2 separate regions of the Mus musculus genome follow, and region 2 is linked to region 1. The links are chromatin contacts, called in public HiChIP or PLAC-seq maps. All regions are on one chromosome and are shown on one strand. The core of a region is the stretch at or near the end of the contact, and the rest is flanking DNA. Distances in the headings are between cores, read along the strand shown.

Evidence for each region. HiChIP or PLAC-seq counts read pairs in DNA pulled down with a chosen protein or histone mark.
Region 2: a contact with region 1 is called in a FOXA1 HiChIP or PLAC-seq map of pancreatic cancer cells. The contact joins two enhancer-like sites. A contact is called at or near these places in 2 of 115 datasets of contacts at active chromatin or transcription factors (extraembryonic endoderm stem cells and pancreatic cancer cells).

Annotation. Positions count from the first base shown.
Region 1 is chr16:20,825,368-20,832,783 of GRCm38.p6, reverse strand. No RefSeq gene overlaps it. Among named protein-coding and RNA genes, the nearest start is that of Gm22741, 84 kb to the right of the region's middle. Within about 2 kb of position 3,268, at least 49 of the 459 cell types and tissues checked have an H3K27ac peak or open chromatin away from gene starts, as enhancers often do. A contact at or near this core is called in pancreatic cancer cells, where this site is marked.
Region 2 is chr16:21,355,513-21,362,928 of GRCm38.p6, reverse strand. No RefSeq gene overlaps it. Among named protein-coding and RNA genes, the nearest start is that of Gm36224, 32 kb to the left of the region's middle. Within about 2 kb of position 4,303, at least 60 of the 459 cell types and tissues checked have an H3K27ac peak or open chromatin away from gene starts, as enhancers often do. A contact at or near this core is called in pancreatic cancer cells, where this site is marked.

The DNA.
Region 1 (7,416 bases), core at 2,019-4,518:
CAAACCACATAAACACCGATCTCAATTGAACATTATTGAGACCTGATCCTCAGCCCCAGGACATTCAGCTCTGAAGTCTCTCTACACAAAAACTAAGACATCAACTCAGCTATGACTTGACTGTGTTCCCTAAAGCCCATGGGTTAGAAGCACAGTCTTCAGATTCATGTTTGCTTCTTTTTGGATGTCTGCTGTTTGTTTGTTTGTTTGTTTGTGGACAGGGTCTATCCATGTAGATCTGACTTTTCCGAAACTCACTGTGTAGACCATGCTGGCCACAAACTTAGAGACCTGCCACCCTCTGTCTTCCAAATGCTGGGATTAAAGGCCTCTGTCATCATGCCTAGCCTCAGACTCACATGTAAATGGTGTTTGGAGGAAGGGCCTTTGGGGATAATTAGAATTAGGTCAAGTCATGAGGGCAGGGCCTCTATGGTGAGGAGAGTCCATCAGTGGGGAGGTCAGAGGACAACTTTGTGAAATCAATTCTCTCCTTTTGTTAAAAATAAAAAAGGGGGGCTGGTGAGATGGCTCAGTGGGTAAGAGCACCCGACTGCTCTTCCGAAGGTCAGGAGTTCAAATCCCAGCAACCACATGGTGGCTCACAACCATCCGTAACAAGATCTGACTCCCTCTTCTGGAGTGTCTGAAGACAGCTACAGTGTACTTACATATAATAAATAAATAAATCTTAAAAAAAAAAAAAAAAAAAAAAAGGATCTTGGTGTACACAAAAACAGAAACAGAGCAAATTAGCTTGGCAAGACAATTTCTTTTTGAAAAAAAGAACTTGACAGAATTCAAATCAGGACAGTGTGAGGTGGGGTTGGGGTGCCAGGAAAATAATTTGATGGTTTTGTTTTTCTCTTTTTCTAATGCAGATTGTAATTACGCCTTTTCCCCCCATTGGCTGATCTCGTAGTCTTTCTGGATTTGAAGTTTTGAAGTAATCAGCACAAAGGTAGTGAAGGGATGGAGAGAAAGTGTGTGTTTCATGCCATCATGTCCCTATAATATGCCAGAGGGGTCCTTGGGATACACAGTTTTGCCAGGTTGAGGAGGTTGAAAGTGGGGGAAATTTTGGATATTGGTCTTTGATGGGCTACCTACCTCTAATAGAAAACAACATTTCTCAGACGTTCACCATGTGACTACAGGGATGAAACTCAGGTCATCAGGCTTGGTGGCAAGTGCTTTTGCCTGCTGCGCCATCCCACCCGTCCTAGCAGCAGTGTTTTTGATAAGAGAAAGGGAGGGGTGGGTGAAGAGGCTCATCGGTGAAGTGCTTACCATACAAGTCTGAGGCATGAACTCATTCCCTGACCTGAAGTGGAAAGAGAGAAGGGATTTAAAGTTGCCCTCTGACATTCACATCGGTCTGCTGGCATCCATGTGTGTGCCATGCTTCCATACAGAGAGAAGAGGGGAGATCCACCATGCCTGCATGCACAGAGAGAGAAAGGGGGCCCCACCATGCCTGCATACACACAGAGAAAGGGGTCCCAATATGCCTGAGTACACACAGTGTCCTGCCATGCCTACATACACAAAGAAAGAAGAGGGGTCCCACCATGCCTGCATATACACAGAAAAAAAGGGGGTCCAGTAATCCTACATACACAGGGAAAAGGGGGGGGGGGAACCCCTGCTAGTTCTCTTTAATTGCAGGTCCCACATCTGTCCAGAATTGTTCATGCTTTGCAGACCTTGAAAATTCTCTGGAAGCACATAAGGCTGGCCACAACAAGGTGACAGCAGCCCCACCTGGGCAGCTTCCTCCCACTGTCCCACTTCCCACACAACCACAGCAGTTGATCCAGCAGGCTACCTTCCTTCAGTTTCGGGAGCAAAGAGTCCAGCAGTCCAAGATGAGATTTCCAGCACAGCTTTCTTCAGGGGCATCTTCCTCACAAAACATTTCCATCTTTTTTCTGCATACTTATTCATAGCCTCAGAGTGCCCTGGGGGGATCTTTTTATTTATTTATTTATTTTATGTTTATGGAATAAAGGTGCTGTGCACCATGGTGCATGGTCAGGAAGGTCAGAGAACCAATCTGTTGGTTCTTTTCTCCCACTGAGCTACGTCATGAGGCTTTGAGGCCAAGGCCTTTATGCACTGAGCCATCACACCCATACCACAACATTCTTAAGACAGATATTTTGGCTGCTATTGTTGTTCTCATTTTAAAGAAAATCACAGGACAAGTTGGCTTCCCAATTTAGATTTTCCCATTTATAACCCATATTGGTACTTGGTAGGAAATGTGTAGTAAGGCTGTGTCATGCTTAAACACGTTGGCACTTTTCCTTTCTCATATATACGTGTAATATTTTCCATCTTAAGGAGAAGAAAATTTAATTTCTAAGATCTCAAAGAGGTAAGGCAAGTGTTGCCCAAATAGTTGAGTCTGTCTGGCACCTCTGGCCCCAGACATGGGGGAGGGAGACAAGGGGAGGGGAGGGCACACTCAATGATGACGAGGAAACCCAGATCACTGTAGGGTACTTTCCATCTCTGCCCCAGCCACTTATCAGGGTCTAGAGGACTGAGAGCTTGTGTTGGGGGAGAGACAGGAAGTTTTAGCATCTGGTAACACCTTGGCAGGATGTGACTTGGAGCTGCCTGGTTAGCTGACACACCCTCTCTGACATCCAAGCCAAATACTCTAAGGACAGTGCTCAGCCCAGTCAAGCCCACAGCTGCAAGGAAAGAGGGGGTGGGGAGCATTCCAGCCCTGCCTTGGCTTCATCTTTGCGCTACTGCTTCCTGGTGTGTTTCTTTGTCACGTCTGTAAGCTTGAAAGTGACTTACACTGTGTCAAGCAGTATGGCATAGACCACATAAGGATGGGGGAGTTCATTCATGAAGTTGGTCCGTACAAGAAGGAACCTAGCACTTGCCAGCTGCAAAGGAGCTGGGCGTGCCAAGCATTCCCAACATAGGTTGGTTAATAAGCCTAGCCCTGCAGAGTGCTCACAAACACCTCGGTGTGGAATGCCTAATGAGGAAAGAAAAGATATTTACCATACATTACTAAGTAAAGGCTCCACACACAGGATTCTTTCTTTGTAATCAAAGTGTTCTTGCTTGACAGAGTCCTTTTCTAAGCCAGGCCTGAAAGGCAAAGGTACAGGCTGGATGCACCCCTCCTCTGACAAACAATCAGGTTACAGTCACCCCCATCTTTTCCACATCCCTCACAGGGGATCTGTTGGCCTTCCCACACCCTTCCGATACAAAGGGAGTTGTAGTCACATTCCATCCCCCAGACAATTGAGGAAGTAATGCTACACCATGGGCTGACCTCTCTCAGTCACTCCAGAGCCTCCAAGTAACAGAGTGCCCAGCTACAGAGTTACAGAGTGACACCCCACCTCAAAACAACAAAATAAAGCAAGCAGGATAACAGTACTCATCTGCCAAATCTCCCCCTCAGTCACCCCAGTTGCCCCACTTCTGGTAGGAGCTACATCTGTGAAGCCAGGATATAGTTTGAGCCCTTCCTCAAGGAAGAAGGAACACACAGACACACACATTTTAACGTACTTACATACTTGCAGGTGTGTTTATGGTTTCGTCCTCACACCGAGTTGGTTCATAATAAGGAAGTTGCTGGACCACCAGAGACCAAGCTGAATGCAAATCTAAGTTTGAAAGTTCTCCTCTTGTGAGACTATGCCGGGGCCTAGCAAACACAGAAGTGGATGCTCACAGTCAGCTATTGAATGGACCACAGGGCCCCCAATGGAGGAACTAGAGAAAGCACCCAAGGAACTAAAGGGAACTGCAACCCTATAGGTGGAACAACAATATGAACTAACCAGTACCCGGGAGCTCTTGTCTCTAGCTGCATATGTATCAAAAGATGGCCTAGTCAGCCATCACTGCAAAGAGAGACCCATTGGACTTGCAAACTTTATATGCCCCAGTACAGGGGAACCCCAGGGCCAAAAAGGGGGAGTGGGTGGGTAGGGGAGTCGGGGGTGGGTGGGTATGGGGGACTTTTGGTATAGCATTGGAAATGTAAATGAGCTAAATACCTAATAAAAAATGGAAAAAAAAAGTTCTCAGGAGGCAGTCTGTACAGACATACCTCTGCCCACTGCAAAGATGTCTGTCCACCTTCTCCCCCATAGCACCTCAAAGAAGGGTGTCTGCAGGATGGGACCGTGGGATGTTTCCCAGGCAAGCCTGGGAGTCTGACAGCCCTTTCTTGTGCGTGGTAGCTGCTCTGGCTTAGGATTCTGACAGATTGTTTATTTTGACTCTTCTTTGTTGTGAGGTATATTCATCAGAGAAGACTGCTGGACCTGGGTTTAAGTCAATAGAAAAATCTTTATTAACCAGTGGATAACTACACTGCTTGTTCAGGATCCCAGAGTAGCCCCGAGCCTTTTTCAGGCTGAGCTTTTAAGCACAAAAACCACGTTCCGTGTTGACGTTCTGTGTTGACATACTTTAGTTTACAAGAACAGTTAGCCAAAACTGGAACTACAGAACCCAAAAAGCAAAGTTAGTACCTTTAGAGATTTCCCCAGAACTGTGACTTAGATGGATTAGACCTTTGCTTTAGTGCTGGCAGGTGATTACTGAGTTTTACAGCCTGAATGGTACTTCCATTATGGAGTCAGTTGTGCTCACATGGGACTTACTAAGTCTGGGTTCCTGTTACATTCCTGACCTCCCTCATTATGAATGTGTGCTTACACATTTGTGCTTATATACAACAGGGTTTGGAACGCAAATATCCTTACTTTCTTTTATTATTACCTGTGTCTCCTATGACAGATACCTCATTGCTCTACTTCCTCAAAGAAATCAAAGCCATTGGCTGAACCACCTCAAACCCCAGCCTCACTCTTCCCCAGCTCCATTAATCCCTAGTCAACCTCCCCACCTCACCCACTCTCACCTCAAAAATCAGAGATAAAGGCAGCTCCCGAAACTCTACTCCCCACTCCTCCCGAAGCTGTGCTTCCCCCTCCTCTTACTATGTTCTTACTGCCTACCACATGAAACCACCCACAAACACACTGCAGAGGTGTTGGCATTGTTAGCTACAAGATCTGATATACGCAAGAACTCATATAACAGCAGGAAATGTATCACTCCTGGCGGGAGATGTGGTCTGTCAGTAGAGGGCTTGCCCAGCATGCACAAAGTCTCCTCTCCAACTCTTCCCATCTTCCTCCTCCCTCCTCCCTCCTCCCTCCTCCCTCTTCCCTCCTCCCTCTTCCCTCTCTACATTTCTCTCTTTCTCCAGGCATCCACTCATTTAATCTGTCAGTAAACAAAGGTTGAACCTCTTGCTTTGCTTGTTCCTGAGACTATAAAGGGAGACAGAAGTGACAGTCCCTGTCGTGAGGGACACACATTGATGTGTTTTATAAAAAACAGTGATATATTTTGTAGAACTCAATAAGCTGTGTTGGGAGGGGCTACCTCAGCGGGCCACTGAGGTACCAAATAAAGTTTATTTGAGGGCATGGGAAGGAGAACTGAGACTGGAGTAGAGGCCTGAGAAAGAGAGGAGACAGAGAAGAACAGAAAAAGAGAAGAGGGCAGCAAGGAACACATGGGGGAGGGGGGAGGGAGAAAGGAGTCAGAGAGAGTGAAGGGGTCAGAAAGAGAGAGGGGGCAGGGAGAGTCAGAGAGGCCAAATAGTCCCTTTTATAGCAACCCAAGAAGGAATGCTAACACATATGAACTCAGAAGCCATTCTTGTCATACTGACAGCTATGTAAATTTAGACTACATCTTCTGCAATATGTTTTAAAAATTACAGGGCTGGAGAGATGACTGAGTGGTTAAGGGCACTGACTGCTCTTAACCTGGTCCTGAGATCCTGAGTTCAATTCCCAGCAACCACATGGTGGCTCACAACCATCTGTAATGGGATCCGATGCCCTCTTCTGGTGTGTCTGAAGACAGGGACAGTGTATTCACATACATTATTTTTTTTTAATTACATCTGTATGCCAGGCGTGGTAGTACACAGCTCTTGAGAGGCAGAGACAATGAGTGTTTGAGACCAGTATAGTCTATATAGAGAGTCTCTGGACACCCAGGACTACCTAGAGAGACCCTGATTCAAAACACAAAAATAAGTAAAACTGAAAATATCACGTTTTTCCGTGTGTGCCTGTGCGTGTGCCAAGTGCATGCAGAATGCCCTTGGAAGCCAGAAGAGGGTATCTGATACCCCAGAGATGGAGTTAGAGGTGGTTGTGAACCACTTGATATGAACACTAGGAAACAAACTCTGGTCCTCTGTAAGAGCAGAAAGCACTCTTCACCGACATGCCATCTATCTAGCCTCTGATATAGTATTTCAAAGAAGTAAAGATATTAACAAATCCAGTATCCAAACACTCATTATCTAGGTCTATGGAGTTCTGGCATTTATATTTCTCCTGCATCTTCATACTGTATTGTGGGGCAGTAGACCATGAAAGGAAGCCTGGTTCTCTGCTGAGCTAAAGGCTTGAAGTCTTGGAGACCCTGAAGTGACAGTAGGAGCCTCTCTCTCCTTCTAGCACCAGGCCTCTGTCACGTAGCCTCAGCCCCTATAAATTTATGGCCATCAGTAACATAAGAATAAATCTTAAATGTATCACATTCTATGTGTTGTTTTTAAAGTTTGTTTGTTTTGGGTTTTCGAGACAAGATATCACTATGTAGACCAGGCTGACCTTGAACACACAAAGATTCACCTGCTTCTCCCTCCTGAGTGCTCTGATTAAAGGCGTGCATCATCATGCTGGACTCTATGTGTCATTTTTTTTATAAGATTTTATTTTATGTCTGTGAATACACTGTCTTCAGACACACCAGAAGAGGACATCAGATCCCATTACAGATGGTTGTGAGCCACCATGCGGTTGCTGGGAATTGAACTCAGGACCTCTGGAAGAGGAGTCAATGCTCTTAACCACTGAGCCATCTCCCCAGCCCCTCTATGTGTCATTTTTAATGTTTTGGGGTTTTTCCCCCCTTTGGCTCAACAATAGGTTTTTGAACTTTATCTGTTAACATTTGTAGGGTTTATTCTCTCTCCTGCCAATAGCAGGGCAGATAATTTTCAGATTTCCCCTAGGATAAGCAACACTATATAGCAAATGCAGAAGTCAGCTGTGAAGGACCTGTGAGACTAAAGTATTTTAAGCATGAGCAGATTATTTTTCAAAGTGTTCTTTGTTCAGCGTATAACAATGTATACTTTCACCAGTAGCCTGTTGCGATATGTCTGTTTATCTTCTCTCTGAATACCTAGTAGCGCCTCCGCTCCACTGCTGGTATGAGATGGTGTCTCCTGGAGTTTAAATAGTCATTCCCTTGATTATTAGTGCAGCTGCTGTTCCCTTTGATCTATCTTTCTCTGTCATGGTTTCCAGTGCTGTCCTAGCATCCTAT
Region 2 (7,416 bases), core at 3,054-5,553, 530 kb before region 1:
TAAAAGCATTTACTGGGCTCAGACGGCAGCACTGCTCATTCTGGCTGCAGGGCTTGGCAATGACAGCTGCTGGTGCTGAGGGCTGAAGGCGGTGCCCACTGCACCCTGAGCTCAGCCGGGCCCCAGTCAGCCAGCTCACCCAAAGGACCATCCCCGGGGAGGCCCTGCCATGGCACACTGTGATGTGTCAGGCAGATACTCACACTGACTATATGTTTTGCGAAGGGAAAAGTCCCTTAGTAGGACTTGAAGTGCAGAGCAACTCATCCTGTAGAGCTGTTTGTTTGAGGCAGGATCTTTCCATGTAGGAGGCTGGTCTCGAACTCCCAACCTTCCTCCATCTGCCAGCTTTTTGTGTGACAGGATATCTACCCCATTTTGCAAAGAGGAGAAAGGAGGCATAAGGGATTGGAGCTGGCTCACCTAGAAGATGTAGGGCATGCTGGCCAGGACTGACCAGAAGCCTACACCCCCTCCCCACCCAGTCCCACAGATTTGGGTATAAAAGAATGGGTGAGGCCTTCCCCTGGGGGCGGGGCAGAGTGTGATCACTGCTATCGCCTCCCTAAATTATTATTGTTGTTATTATAATAACTAGTGGTTGAGTTGAGTGGGTGGTGGATGTCAGATAATTACCAAGACCCCCAAATTAAAGTGTGGAGTCTTGACTTTTCCACGGCTGCTCCTAGATGAAAGTGAAAGCTAGCCTCAGGGAGCTGGGGAAGAGCCCTAATCCGGAGACCAGCGAGCTAGACTGGAAAGGCTATGGAGAAGACCAGACTCAAGACTTAGAAAGCTACAGCCAGACTTAGGATCCCAGCCTACACACAGAGTGTCTGCTCTGCCCCGGGATGCCAGGCTGCAGAGGGTCTGCCCTAGGAACACTGGGAAGATGGCCAAATCTCCCTAGTGTCCTGTCCTGTGTTGGTACTCCCTTGATGACTGAGCCCTAAGTTCCTTGGGCATAGAGTGGGGATAGTAGTCACACCTGTCTTGAGGGGCTGTGGCAAGTAAGATAAGGATTAGAGGAAGGTTCTGAGAAGTCAAGAAAAGCCAGTCTCCTTCTGCACCCCTCAACTTTTCTCGGGACCTCCAACTTCCTTTGACATCAGGGTGACACTAGGAGGCAAAGCCCTGCTCTATACTGAGTTCAGTAGAAATGCCAGCCTTAGTTTCTCTCTGCTTAAGACAGAACAAGAACTCTCTGCCTTTGGCCCCTCCCTGGCCCTGAGGATTGTGAGATGGACAGAGATATGGTCCTGGGAGGTAATGACAGTGGGCTCTGTTATTATTGTCATTACAGCTCTGTCCAGCAGGCAGCAGGAGGTGACTCACCGTCTGCATTCTGAGGCCTGCCAGGACCTGCCTGCCAGGCAGGATCCCTTCATGTCAAGCCTAGTCATTCCCAGGTCTCTGGCAGGTTGGTGGCACTCCACTGAAGGGTGGAAGGAGGTGTCAGATTTGGGGAATCAGGGTGTCCAGCTTCGAGTTAGGAGCAGCAGCAATAGCAGGATCCAGGCAAGAGGCAACAGGAGCAGGCTACTGGGCGGTGTGACCTTAGCTCCTGGGGAGATGGCGATTCCTTCTGAGGAGTAAGGAAAGGATCAAGAGCCTGGGCCTGGTGGCTACCTCTGTGTGGGGAGCCCATGTGAGGGCCAGCCCTGCTGTGCTGGCAGAGGAGCCTCTTGAGCAGTGGCTCTCAACCTTTCTAAGACTGCAACCCTTTAATGCAGTTCCTCATGTTGTGGTGACCCCAACCATGAAATTATTCCATTGCTACCTCATAACTGGACTCTTGGTATTATGAACTGCCTTGTAAATATTTGGTATGCAAGATATCTGATATGCGACTCAACGAGGGTCGTGATCCACAGGTTGAGTAGCCACGTTCTAGATGCTGGGTAGGATGGTGCTTACGTTGTATACCTCAGCTCCTAAAATGCTGTGCTGCGGGGGGCAGCCCCCAGCCGTGACAACCTGAACACTAGACAGCCTTACAGACACAGCAGAGGAAGGGACTTTTTCTAGCTGGTGCTTGGGGAGGAAGGGAAATTGCAGTGCAGACACCCAGACCTTTGGATGGGAGCTCCGTCCTCTGAGGAGCCATTTAGTCCAGAGTCAGTGCTGGGTTCTGACCAGACACGCCTCTCCTTCCTGGGTCTCTGCTGTGGTCCTTTGGTTGTTAGAGAAGGTGTCTTGGGTTTGCTTTTGATTGGAGATGGGAGGGACCAACTAGGGCTCACATCCGTGCATGAGAAAATGAGGCCTGGAGAGTTTGAGCCTTGCTTAGGCTCGGGGGCAGTGTGCTGGTCCTGATGCAGACTCTAGGGTCTTCCTGGGTACCAGCATCCATTTTGATTCACTAGGAAATAACGATGGTGTCTACTACCATTTGCTGATAAAGTGGGGAGACAGAGGATGCTCTGGCCACTCCTTCCAGGCTGAGGCACATCTCCATCCATGCGTTCAAGTTCAGGGCTGTTGCTTTATGGATCTAGTACTTTTTGCTGAGATTTTCATTCATTTCGAGGAATCCAGAGACAGAATATGACAGGATCCTTAACAGTACCCAAGATCAATGGTTTGCTGGAGTTATAGCCCAGCAATCAGGGATACAGAAGAGGAAAAAATGCTCTGAGGAAATGGAGAAGACTTCTGGATGCAGTGACATCTAGGTGGGTCCTGAAGGGTAGATACGAGTTTGCTAGAGAAGGTTGTGAATGAAAGAGATGAAGTAAACGTAGGGAAAAAGTATATGAAAGAGCCGGTTGGAAAAGTTTTGTGTATTTGGAAATAACAAATAGTTTGACAGGCTAGAGAGACAGCTCAGCAGTTCAAGAATGCTTGCTTCACTTCCAGGGGACAGAGGCTTGGCTCCCAACGTGTTGGGTGGCTCAGAACGTCCCACCTCCAGCTCCAGGGAAGCCAATGCCCTCTTCTGAACTCTGTGGGCACCTGAACACCTACACCTGAACACCTGAACCGCCTAGGTACGCAGACAGACACATACATACACATTCATAAAAATAAATATAAAACAGATCAACCCAAATAGTTTGAGAAGGCATAGACGAATGAACTGAGAGGGGCAGGGTTGAGACCAACCCAAGGAAGGCTATTCAAGGAAGATGCCAGTCAGGCATGGATCTGAGGTTCTCGCAGCTTCTGCACTGTGTGTAACTTCTAATTTGCATATCTCTCCCCACACACTCCTCATTGCTCCCTCTCCCAACCTTGAGTCGGGTTTCCTGAGATGTTGGTACTGCCAGCTGTGGCCACCAGTGTAAGCTCTGTCTGCCCTCCACACTCCTTGGCCACACCTCTCACTGTGTGGCTGTTATGGAGTCTTCTTGCGCTGATATGCAGAGTCATGCTGTGTTGGGTGGCAGGTTCAGAGAAGCTGGGGCACAGGACTACAGAAATCCCTCTCCTCTCCTCTCCTCTCCTCTCCTCTCCTCTCCTCTCCTCTCCTCTCCTCTCCTCTCCTCTCCTCTCCTCTCCTCTCCTCTCCTCTCCTGGTCTGTCCCAGCTCCTGCCCTACCAGCTCCCTTAGCTTATACTCCAGGATGTCTTCAAACTCCCTCTCAGGACAGCAACTCTCCCGATTTCTGGTTAGTGGCTTTGCCACCCCTGCTCTGGGATCCTGGAATATAGGAGCATGCTTCCTTTTGTCTAACAAGGAAAGGTGGATTCTCGGACAGAGGACAGAGGTGTATTTTGGGAGTTACGGGTCTGTGTAACCTTTGACTGACCACTTCTCCTATCTACAATAGTCTCACCTATAAAATGGGGACATCAGGCCTCTCTGTGCAGGGATCACACATGCCAATCAAGGCACGGTTAGATTGGTGAGAGACTCAAGCAGGACACATTTCACTGTTTCCTCTGAGACGGGACACCTTAGCTTCCAGATTAAAAAACAAAACAAAACAACAACAACAACAAAAACACAAAGGCAAAACAAAGCAGTGTCCCTGCTGAAGCTCCACACTGTGTGGCAATGACTCAGGAGAAAGGGGAAGGTGGCCCCCACCCCTATGGGCCAGTGGAGTCTCTACCAGTGGGAGGAGGAGACCAGCCAGCACTCCTCTTCCAAAAAGAAGGAAAGGCTACAATGTGGGCTGTCCCTTGAAAGCCTCAGACAGGTGACTGTTACTGACCTGGTCTAGGATGATCAGGTGAAGTCTTCACCCGAAGGCAGGCAGGCGGGCGGGGTGGGGGTGGGGCAGCGGGCAGACCCGTGGCTGTGGAGCTGGTTGGTGGAGTTGGCTCACGGAAGAGTATTTTGTATCTGGAATGACTAATGAATGAGCTGTCTCCACTGTGGGAGAATTATGCCACTTAAGCAAAACCCGTTCGAGCTGTGCGTCTCTGAGATAGCGAATAGGAAATGCCTGTCAGGCTGATGCTTCAAAGCCAAATATACCGTCCACGCAGCTCTTGCTGTCTGTTTGCTAAGTTTACTTTATGCAAAATATAACTCAGATGAAAATATGTAGATGGCACTGAGCTAGCTCCCTCCCCCAGAGAAACAGGAAGATGGGGAGAGGAGTGGTCCCCAGACAGCCTGTGGATCTCAGGGAGGAGCAACTAGGGCCCTGCAACATGGACAAGCTCTAGGGGAGATGTGGGGAGCTGGGTTCCACTCCTGCTCGGTTCCCCCTGTGGTTTCAGGTCTATGCCCTAGATATGGGGAACTGGACTAGGTCACATCTTCTTGCACCCCACCGCACACAGGACACAACAGAGGCAGGGGTGTCTATTGGAAGAGCACCCCTCCTCACTCAGCACGCTGGCCCCATCTCTTTCATGCATTTGAATTGTTGAGAGAGCTGGGCATAAAGATAAGATCTTGATAGAGACAACATGGATTTCTTAGTCCATGTTGCAGAGGATGTTTTGGGGCACGGAGCAAGGAATAAATGCAGGCCCCTGGCAGAGAGTCTAGACAGTTATCCTGAGCTCTGGTGGCAGCTCACCTCTTTTCCCATCTCCCCCCTCACACAGGGGTTCTGACCTTCATAGGGGAAGACATTTAGGTTTGTTCTTTGAGGAAAGAGCTGGGCTAAGGTGCCTGGGGCTTCCACGAAGATCTGGAGATTAGAACTGAGCTAAGCATCCAGGGAAGGTATGTAAAGGTAAGGTTGAGGTGGCTCAGCTGTCTGAGAGCTCCCTGGGTTACTTTGCTGGTTACTGAAATAGGCACCCCGCTGAGCTGTCATGATGTTAGAAGTCCCAACAGATAAAACACACTGAGTACACTGAACCTTTCTGAGCCTTGGCCCTAGTCTAAAATGGGGACAGCGTTTGCCAATCTTATCAGAACAGAGGTGACATGCAGCACGCCTGCCACGGTACAACATACACTTTATCTCCCTCCTAATGGAAGCAGTGTGTCTCGGGGCTTACAGAAGAGTTCTTGCAGGGTGGGCATCCCATGAGCTGAGGCTAGGTTTTGGGCCCTTTAACCATTTCATTGACACTTTAGGTCACTGACAGTCCTCCATTTAACCCTGTGTGTTCCTCATAAAGAACATAAGGAAGGGTTGGAGAGTCAGCTCAGTCAGTAGAGTACTTAATATACAAACACAAGGACCCAAGAACCTGCAGGACCCATGATTTTGAGAGGGAGGGAGAGAGAGAGAGAGAGAGAGAGAGAGAGAGAGAGAGAGAGAGAGAGAGAGAGAGAGAGAGAATGAATATGGGAAGTCTGACGTCTCCTCTGTAAGAGTTTGGGACACTGGAGTGGGGTGGGAAGTAGGTAGGGGGCCACTGTAGTACAAAGAATCACAGGAAATGGCAAAAAACAAACAAAACCAAAATAGGTACAAGGTGATTGGTGGTCAGTCTGGGTGCAAAGTGTAGCTGGAGCTCAGCCCCTATGCTTGTCTTGCATGTGGAACCCCAGTGCCTGGGGCAATCTGAATAAAGTCCCATTTCAAGAGATGCTGGAGGGAAGGCAAGACCGTGTCCCTTGCGGGGGGGGGGGGGGGGTAGGCTAGGCAGGATGTCCCTTGGGGAGGGGGATGGGCTTGGCAGGGCTCGGGATTGTAGACAGGCTGAGTCTTAGGAGATCACACAGCACAAAGGGCAGAACAAGTAACCAGAAAACTACAGGATTTGGGGAGGTCACTGAAAGGCTGGCTCCTCAGGGTAAAAGGAGCAAGACTCTGACTCACATTGGGGCTAGCTGGGAAGGTGGTCGCAGTCCCAGGGATGAGGCTTCTTCTAGTCACTAGTGCCACAGCTCTGTGAAGCCTCAGGAAGCCAGACAAAGAAACTGAAACATGAGGAACCGTGGTCCAGAAGATCATTGGAGGGAGGGTGGCAGTGTGCCTGCAGGCACAGTGGAGTGGGACGACAGGACAACTCCTGTCTCCAACCCCAACATGTCATCGGCAGTGACACCTCTCAGTTTCCCTATCTGAAAAGTGGGTATATAATCACACACCTTTGCAAGGCTTCAGACAGAACGAGGCCATTGTGATGATTCTGGGGTACACGCATCCACATAGGTGAATCTATTCTATGATAATTCACCCCTGGGTGGACATCAGAAGCATTTCAGGAAGTCTGTGGAAGAAGCCTGCTCCTTGTAAGAAAGGGAAAAAAATCACAAAGGCTGTGACAAGACAGAAACTCCATTCAAGTTCTTCCTCGGCCACAGCCTATATGTGAGTCCTTCAGCCCTGTTTCCTCTCCTGCCCAGGGGAGCTGTTGATAGTAGCCTGTCAGGGTGGCTCTGATGATTCAGTCAGAAGGCTAGGCAATGTCCCATCCAGGAAGTGCTTAGGCAATTGCTACAGTCATGGTCTAGGTGGAACCATGGGGTACCAGAGAATAAATGGAGCCCAGGGCTCACCTCCTGCTCTCCTGATTGAAGAGCGCTAGCAATGGGAATATTTCTTCTCCTTGCAGAAACAGAGGTAACAACAACCAAGCTGGGGGCATATAAAAGGTCCCCCAAAAGCTCACCCACATGCTCTCTGACAGACCCCTCCAGCATGCAGGAGTTGACTCGGAAGCCAGGTGAGCCACTTCTGGAGGTGAAGAAGAGCAGTGACCTCCAGCTGGGAGGAGCTAAAGGAGGGAGGGAGGAGAGGGGAGGAGGTACTTGCATTGGCTATGTAAACAAACAAGTGATTGGTGTCTTAGTCAGGGTTACTACTGCTGTGATAAAAACATCATGACCAAAAGCTTGGGGGAGGAAAGGGTTTATCAGTCTTATGCTTCCCTATATTAGTCTGTCATAAAAGGAAGTCAGGATTGGAACTCACACAGGGCAGGAATAGAGGCAGGAGCTGAGGCAGAGGCCACAGAGGAGTGCTGCTCACTGGCTTGCTCCCCATGGCTTGCTCAGTCTGTTTTCTTGTAGAACCCAAGACCACCGGCCCAGTGATGGCACCACCCACAATG